Regions from separate parts of the Mus musculus genome. Here region 2 is linked to region 1. Evidence: chromatin contacts called from public promoter capture Hi-C data. All regions are on one chromosome and are shown on one strand. Each heading gives the region's core, a stretch centred on a gene start, on an enhancer-like site or on the middle of the called end of the contact. The rest is flanking DNA. Distances are from core to core; before and after follow the strand shown. Region 1 holds the start of Zfp493 (zinc finger protein 493). Region 2 holds the start of A530095I07Rik (a long non-coding RNA gene).

What was found. Promoter capture Hi-C pulls out the DNA fragments that hold promoters and counts their contacts.
Region 2: a contact with region 1 is called in a promoter capture Hi-C map of the HPC-7 cell line. The contact joins the promoter of A530095I07Rik here to the promoter of Zfp493 in region 1. A contact is called at or near these places in 2 of 39 promoter capture datasets (the HPC-7 cell line and embryonic stem cells).

What each region holds. Positions count from the first base shown.
Region 1 is chr13:67,778,326-67,781,025 of GRCm38.p6, forward strand. It overlaps Zfp493 (zinc finger protein 493), which reads left to right and starts at 1,368. Exons shown (of 4, transcript NM_028402.2): 1 at 1,368-1,494. The coding sequence starts at 1,489.
Region 2 is chr13:69,542,805-69,545,504 of GRCm38.p6, forward strand. It overlaps A530095I07Rik (a long non-coding RNA gene), which reads right to left and starts at 1,265. Exons shown (of 2, transcript XR_001780994.2): 1 at 775-1,265; 2 at 590-643.

The DNA of each region.
Region 1 (2,700 bases), core at 118-2,617:
TTAGGTCTGGAGTGGTTAGGAGCTTAGAGTGCTAAGGAGACAAAGGACTGGGTCAGCTGTATGTAGTATATATGTGTGTGTGTAAAACCATGGTTTAAATAATAGCAATCTCTCTCTCTCTACACACACACACACACACACACACACAGCTGTTAACAAATTAAGAAAACATTTGGAAAAGTGAGTGATAGCTGTTCTTTACGGGCCTGGGAACATGAACTTGTATGACCCTGCCAGCAAGATGGAGAAGTTGCCCTTGAGATGGCTGGACTCAGACAACTGTTTAAAACAGAAGCTATTCAGCTATACGGAAGTCCCCAGCTCCCCTAGGGCCTGGAACTATGAATTTAGTTTCTCTCTAGAATTTAATGAAATCTGAAAGTGAAATCGTCATAGTACTTAGAATACGTTTCTTTTCTTGTCCCCAACAATACTTGCCTGCATTCATGAAAAACCAGGTAGAAGAGGATGAAGCTCTTGTATAGCACAAATTAGTGGATGAACATGTGTGCACTCTACTTACAGACAGACCAAAAAAAGATCCTGAGATAAATTCAGGATTTCTTCGTAAGTTAACATCAGAGAGCTGGATGTTTAACTTTGTCCAATGATTTAAAACAGCTGTGTCCCTGATCCATGCCCTTCACTGTATGGAAGTTTCCAGTGTTCACATGAAAACGTTATCCAGTTGTGGAGTCTTATCCATGTATGGCTCACACAGGTGAACAAGGAGTAGTTATGCATATGTAATGCTTGGTATTAAGCCAAGCCTCCACTGTAGTCAAGGGCTTTACCCCTTGCTCCCTAACCCTACTTGTACATTGTATTTTGAAACAAGGTCTCTTTATTTGGCCCAGGTTAGCCTTGGATTTGGGATCCTCCTGTCTTAAGTTCCTGAGCAGTTCGACTACAAGGAAGGTCACATATAGTTATTTTATAGTAATATTGAATCAGTGTGAACTTTACATGTAGAAGATTCCATAATAAGTACACTTTTGAGTTTAAATCGCAACATATTGAACAGAAATAAGTTGCAAACCTATTAAAGGTTACTGCCAAAGGCTCAATTTACATTTAAACGTGTCCTGTACTGAATTCAGCATTTCCCCCCCCTCTCTGTGTAGCCCTGGCTGTCCTGGAACTCACTCCATAGACCAGGCTAGCCTCGAACTCAGAGCCTGTCTCTGCCTCCCAAGTGCTGGGATTAAAAGCTAGCGCCGCCACCACTGCCCGGTTTAAATTTAGCATTTTAAAAGCCAACTGGCTCCCTGTGGTTGTACCAGGACACAAACTGACTGCTTCCTCCCAACCCCTTACACTCTAAGGGATTTCTTTCGCATAGAGTTGTGGGAAATGTAGTCTTGCCCATATGACGTCACAAGGAGCCAGTCAGGAAACCACGTTTCTACTCTCGGTCTGCATAGTTGCATCTTTCCCAAAGTTGAGCAAGAAAAAGGTCTTGCTCAGTACTCGGTTTGCATCTCTCACATGGAGGTTCGTCCAGGGTGCAACGCTGCCCTGCAGGCGTGAGGGTCCGCGTGGTGATGGGTCCGGAATGGATGGCGAGGGTTTGTGGATGGGAGGTGGGAAGAAGCGGACTTGGGGGTGCTGTGCTGACCTAGGCTGGACCAACCCCACGTTGGATCCAGGTCAGAGCTGCGGAAAGGGCAATGGGGTCGGCTCTGAGAGTGACCGTTTTGCTTGCACGAGGCTACTGCTGGAGTCCACCCTGCGCAGGAGAGCTGGCTCAGGACCCAGGAGTGAGAACTGCTGGAAGTCCTGGCAGGTTTCACCCTGACTGGTGTCTGATGACAGCCTGAGGCTATGACTGGGAGCGCACTCTCCTGCTTGGCTGGGGAAACTCTGCTCTCTAGCTGACTCAGGCTCACATGGTTGTAGTCAGATTTCTCAGGAAATCTAGAACCAACTGGGTGTGTGGTGCTTTCTTTACTTTATAGCTGGCCCAGGACTCTTGGAGTTGACAAAAGTTCATAACCTTGTTTATTTGCAAGTGAAGGGAGTTTTGGGAGGGCGGTTGGTGTTTGGAATGTTGGTTCCATTTTCTTGGTAATGAACTGTTAGATTTATGAACTATTTTGAATAGAAGTCCTTCGCGATCACTGTTGTGACGTCAACCCCAAGACTAACACTCCTATATGAATGAGGGCAGAATAGTCCCTTAAAGGGAAAGATTTGAGTTTTGTGTCAACCAAGTAGTTCACTCTGTAGTGTAGAGTGAAAAGTACTAGAAAATAATAGATCAGCCAGTACCTTCGGAGACTGCGTTTGGACTCCTTTTCAAAATGGAGAAACAAATTGGTGTGAGAATAGGCGTGGGTACAGGGCTGTTGGTTACAGGTGAGAGGGGGCTGAAATGTCTCTGGGGGAGGAAATAATACTGCATCCTAAGAGGTCGGTCTTCATCGCTCTTTAATGGCCAGCTGTTCTGTCTTTGCATATCATCTGCAGTGTCTAAACTCACCTAAACCAACTCTTATCGAAGAATGTGGCATCTAGGTTCCCTAACCCTCCCCAAACAGTTCTAGACAAACTCACCCAAGTACTTACAGTGTGTCAGAGAGACAAAAAGATGGAATTGAGGAGCTCTGATCACTCAGGGCCCTGTGACTGGCACCTTGTAAGCACCTTAATGAAGCCAGCCTTGAACTCCTAATCCTCCTGCCTCTACCTCCCAAGGAC
Region 2 (2,700 bases), core at 15-2,514, 1.8 Mb after region 1:
AGCTAGTGGACATGATGGCTGCCACTGAGCACAGTTGCCAGGCCAGGCCTCAAAGTGAGTACATGCGGGAAGACTCACAATTAGTGGGTGGCATCAGGCGAGCTGCTTGCTGAAGTGGGCGTGGACTGGGGGAGCAACCTGGGAGAACAAAAGGGGTTCGGGATCAGTGCCTTTGTCTTCACGAATTAGCCATGTGGCATTTCAACCCTCTGAAGTTTTTAAGTCCGAGACCTGTGTCATAACTTTTCAAGGTTCTATTTAGTAAAATATGAGGGCCCTACTACACTGGGGAACTGGCTCAGCCCCACTAAGGCCTAAAAATAGCAAGTTTACAGACCTGCAGATTCTTTCCTCATGACAGCAAAGCCTGGCTCGGCCCGCTGGCTGCCGGGGAGCCACACGCCCCCCCCCCCCCCCAACTCCAGACAGACCGAGGCTGGGCTCAAAGCCTTGCCTGCAGGGATATTCCAGGGGACATCGAATGCCTCCAAAGCTTGGCTGTCACTAGCAATCTCATTAGCATAGGCATGGGCTGCAGGTTGCTGACAGGTCTCCTTCCTTCTGGATTTTTCTTCTGAATTTCACCTTCTTTTTAAACTTGAGTCATTGAACTGATGGCGGCCAGAGCCTCACAGCACAGTTCCTGTGAGAGAATACAGAGCAAGCAGATTGAACATGTGCAGTGCCCACAGCAATCTGAGTCTTCAAGAATGGTCAGTTTTGTTCATTTTGGGGCTGCCCTCACAGACACTCATTGGGGAAATGTCATCTTACCTCCAGCAGAGAAATGGCAGGGGACAGTGTTTAGGCAAACTCCCCTGAGAGCAGTGGGCTGCTGCCGCCACTCCTATGCCTTGAGTTGGCACTGAGGGGGCATCTGCGCTTTCAGGAGTGTGTCGGTCCCACAGAGGAACTCTGGGCCTCGCCGGGTGTGCGCTCTGCCCTGCAGCAGTAGTCCAAGATCTTGATAGTCCAGGCAGGTGTCCAAGATGACAAATTCTCCACAAAAAGGACTGAGGTTGGTTGCGGCTACCCTGGGCCATCCGCTCTCCTCCAGCCCCTCCTCCATACACACTAGAGAAGGATATGGGCTGGGTGTTGGGGTAGCGCCCCGTGAAGTAGGGGATCCTCGGCTTTCTAGAGGGTAGCCAGTGTGTTTGACAAAGCAACGGCATGCTTTGAAATCCCTGCTCTGTACTGTTATGTGCCTTGATAAATTGACTTTTGCTCATTTCTGCTGTAGAGAACAGCACCCCCACCCCCACCCCCACCCCCACCCCCTCTGGTCTTGCCGGCTGACCAGAAAACATGACACGGAATGCTGGCTCACTCAGTCCACGTCCCCACATTCAGGTTCGGAGGGCAGATTAGCAGCCTTCCTCAGTCTCATGGCAACGATGGTCAAGTGAAGGCCTCGCTAATGCCACAGGGATGAGGTGTTGTCACCTCACTTCCCGTCTCATGGATGGCAGCGAGCTTGGGGAAGCACTGTGAACTTTATGACGGGGGCTGTATGATGTGATCCTCCGGCAGAGATCAAGAAGCGGCAGCGGGAAGCGCTCTCCTCCATGTACAGAACTTCCTCAGGTGCTGCGTCCCTGTGGCTGGCTGTCTCTCCGCTGACCTAATCCACAAACAGGGTTCCAAGCTGGCATTTGCCTGATTCTTCTTGCCTCAATCTGGCCATCTTTAAAAACAGCCCTTAACAAGTCTGTGGCTTTTTAATCATAAAAGGATCTAAAACTAACGGATGTTCTGACCCTAAGTTGTCTAGAAACAAGGAAAGAGGATCAAGACTCAAAATCTCATATTGTCTTTGTGGGTTACTATCTTATCTTAGATAAATTCATCCTTCCACGACTTTTTAAAGGTTTATTTATTTACTTATTTATTTTATGTATATGAGTACACTGTAGCTGTCTTCAGCCACCAGAAGAGGGTATCAGATCCCATTACAGATGGTTGTGAGCTTGCATGTTGTTGCTGGGAATTGAACTCAGGACCTCTGGAAGAGTAGTCAGTGCCCTTAACCACTGAGCCATCTCTCCAGCCCCTTCTGTGACTTATTATTCAGGGCATTAGCCCATGTTGTTTTGCCATGAGGTGGGTGCTGATATCCAGCAAGGGAGGGCAGGAATCCGCCCCCTGTGACACTTTACCTCAGAAAGCCAGATGAGGACTCAGATCTGACATTTCCAGTGGTCTTTAACACCAAGCCTGTGTCTGCGAGCTCACACAAAGCAAACACCACAGAGCAGGTATTCACAGCTATACTGACTTTCCACACTGTCTCTAGGGTGGGCAGTGAAGAGACTGGGAGCCAGCTCAGGTTCTCACCAAATTCTCTGTCACAGGAGTTTCTAAACAATGGCAGTACAGAAGCCCCCTGTTGGCACGGGCTGTCATTGCACCATGTACGGACACTGCATCCTTTCAGAGTGGCTTTGTTCTTGCACAGCCACTTCCTCACTGTCCATGGTCCAGAATCTGACTACAATCCTTCCTAGGATTTCTCTGTTCAGGTTCCACCCTCTCCTCCTCTGTGGATGCCTCTCCAGTGTGCACACATGCCATTACCTCTCTGGTACACTACCACACCCACCCTGATTCCCCTCCAGCCCCATCGCAGCATCCTGCTTCCACACTACAGGGCATGGGCGATATCCTCTCTGCCTGTGAGCTGCTCTTCTTTGATCTCAC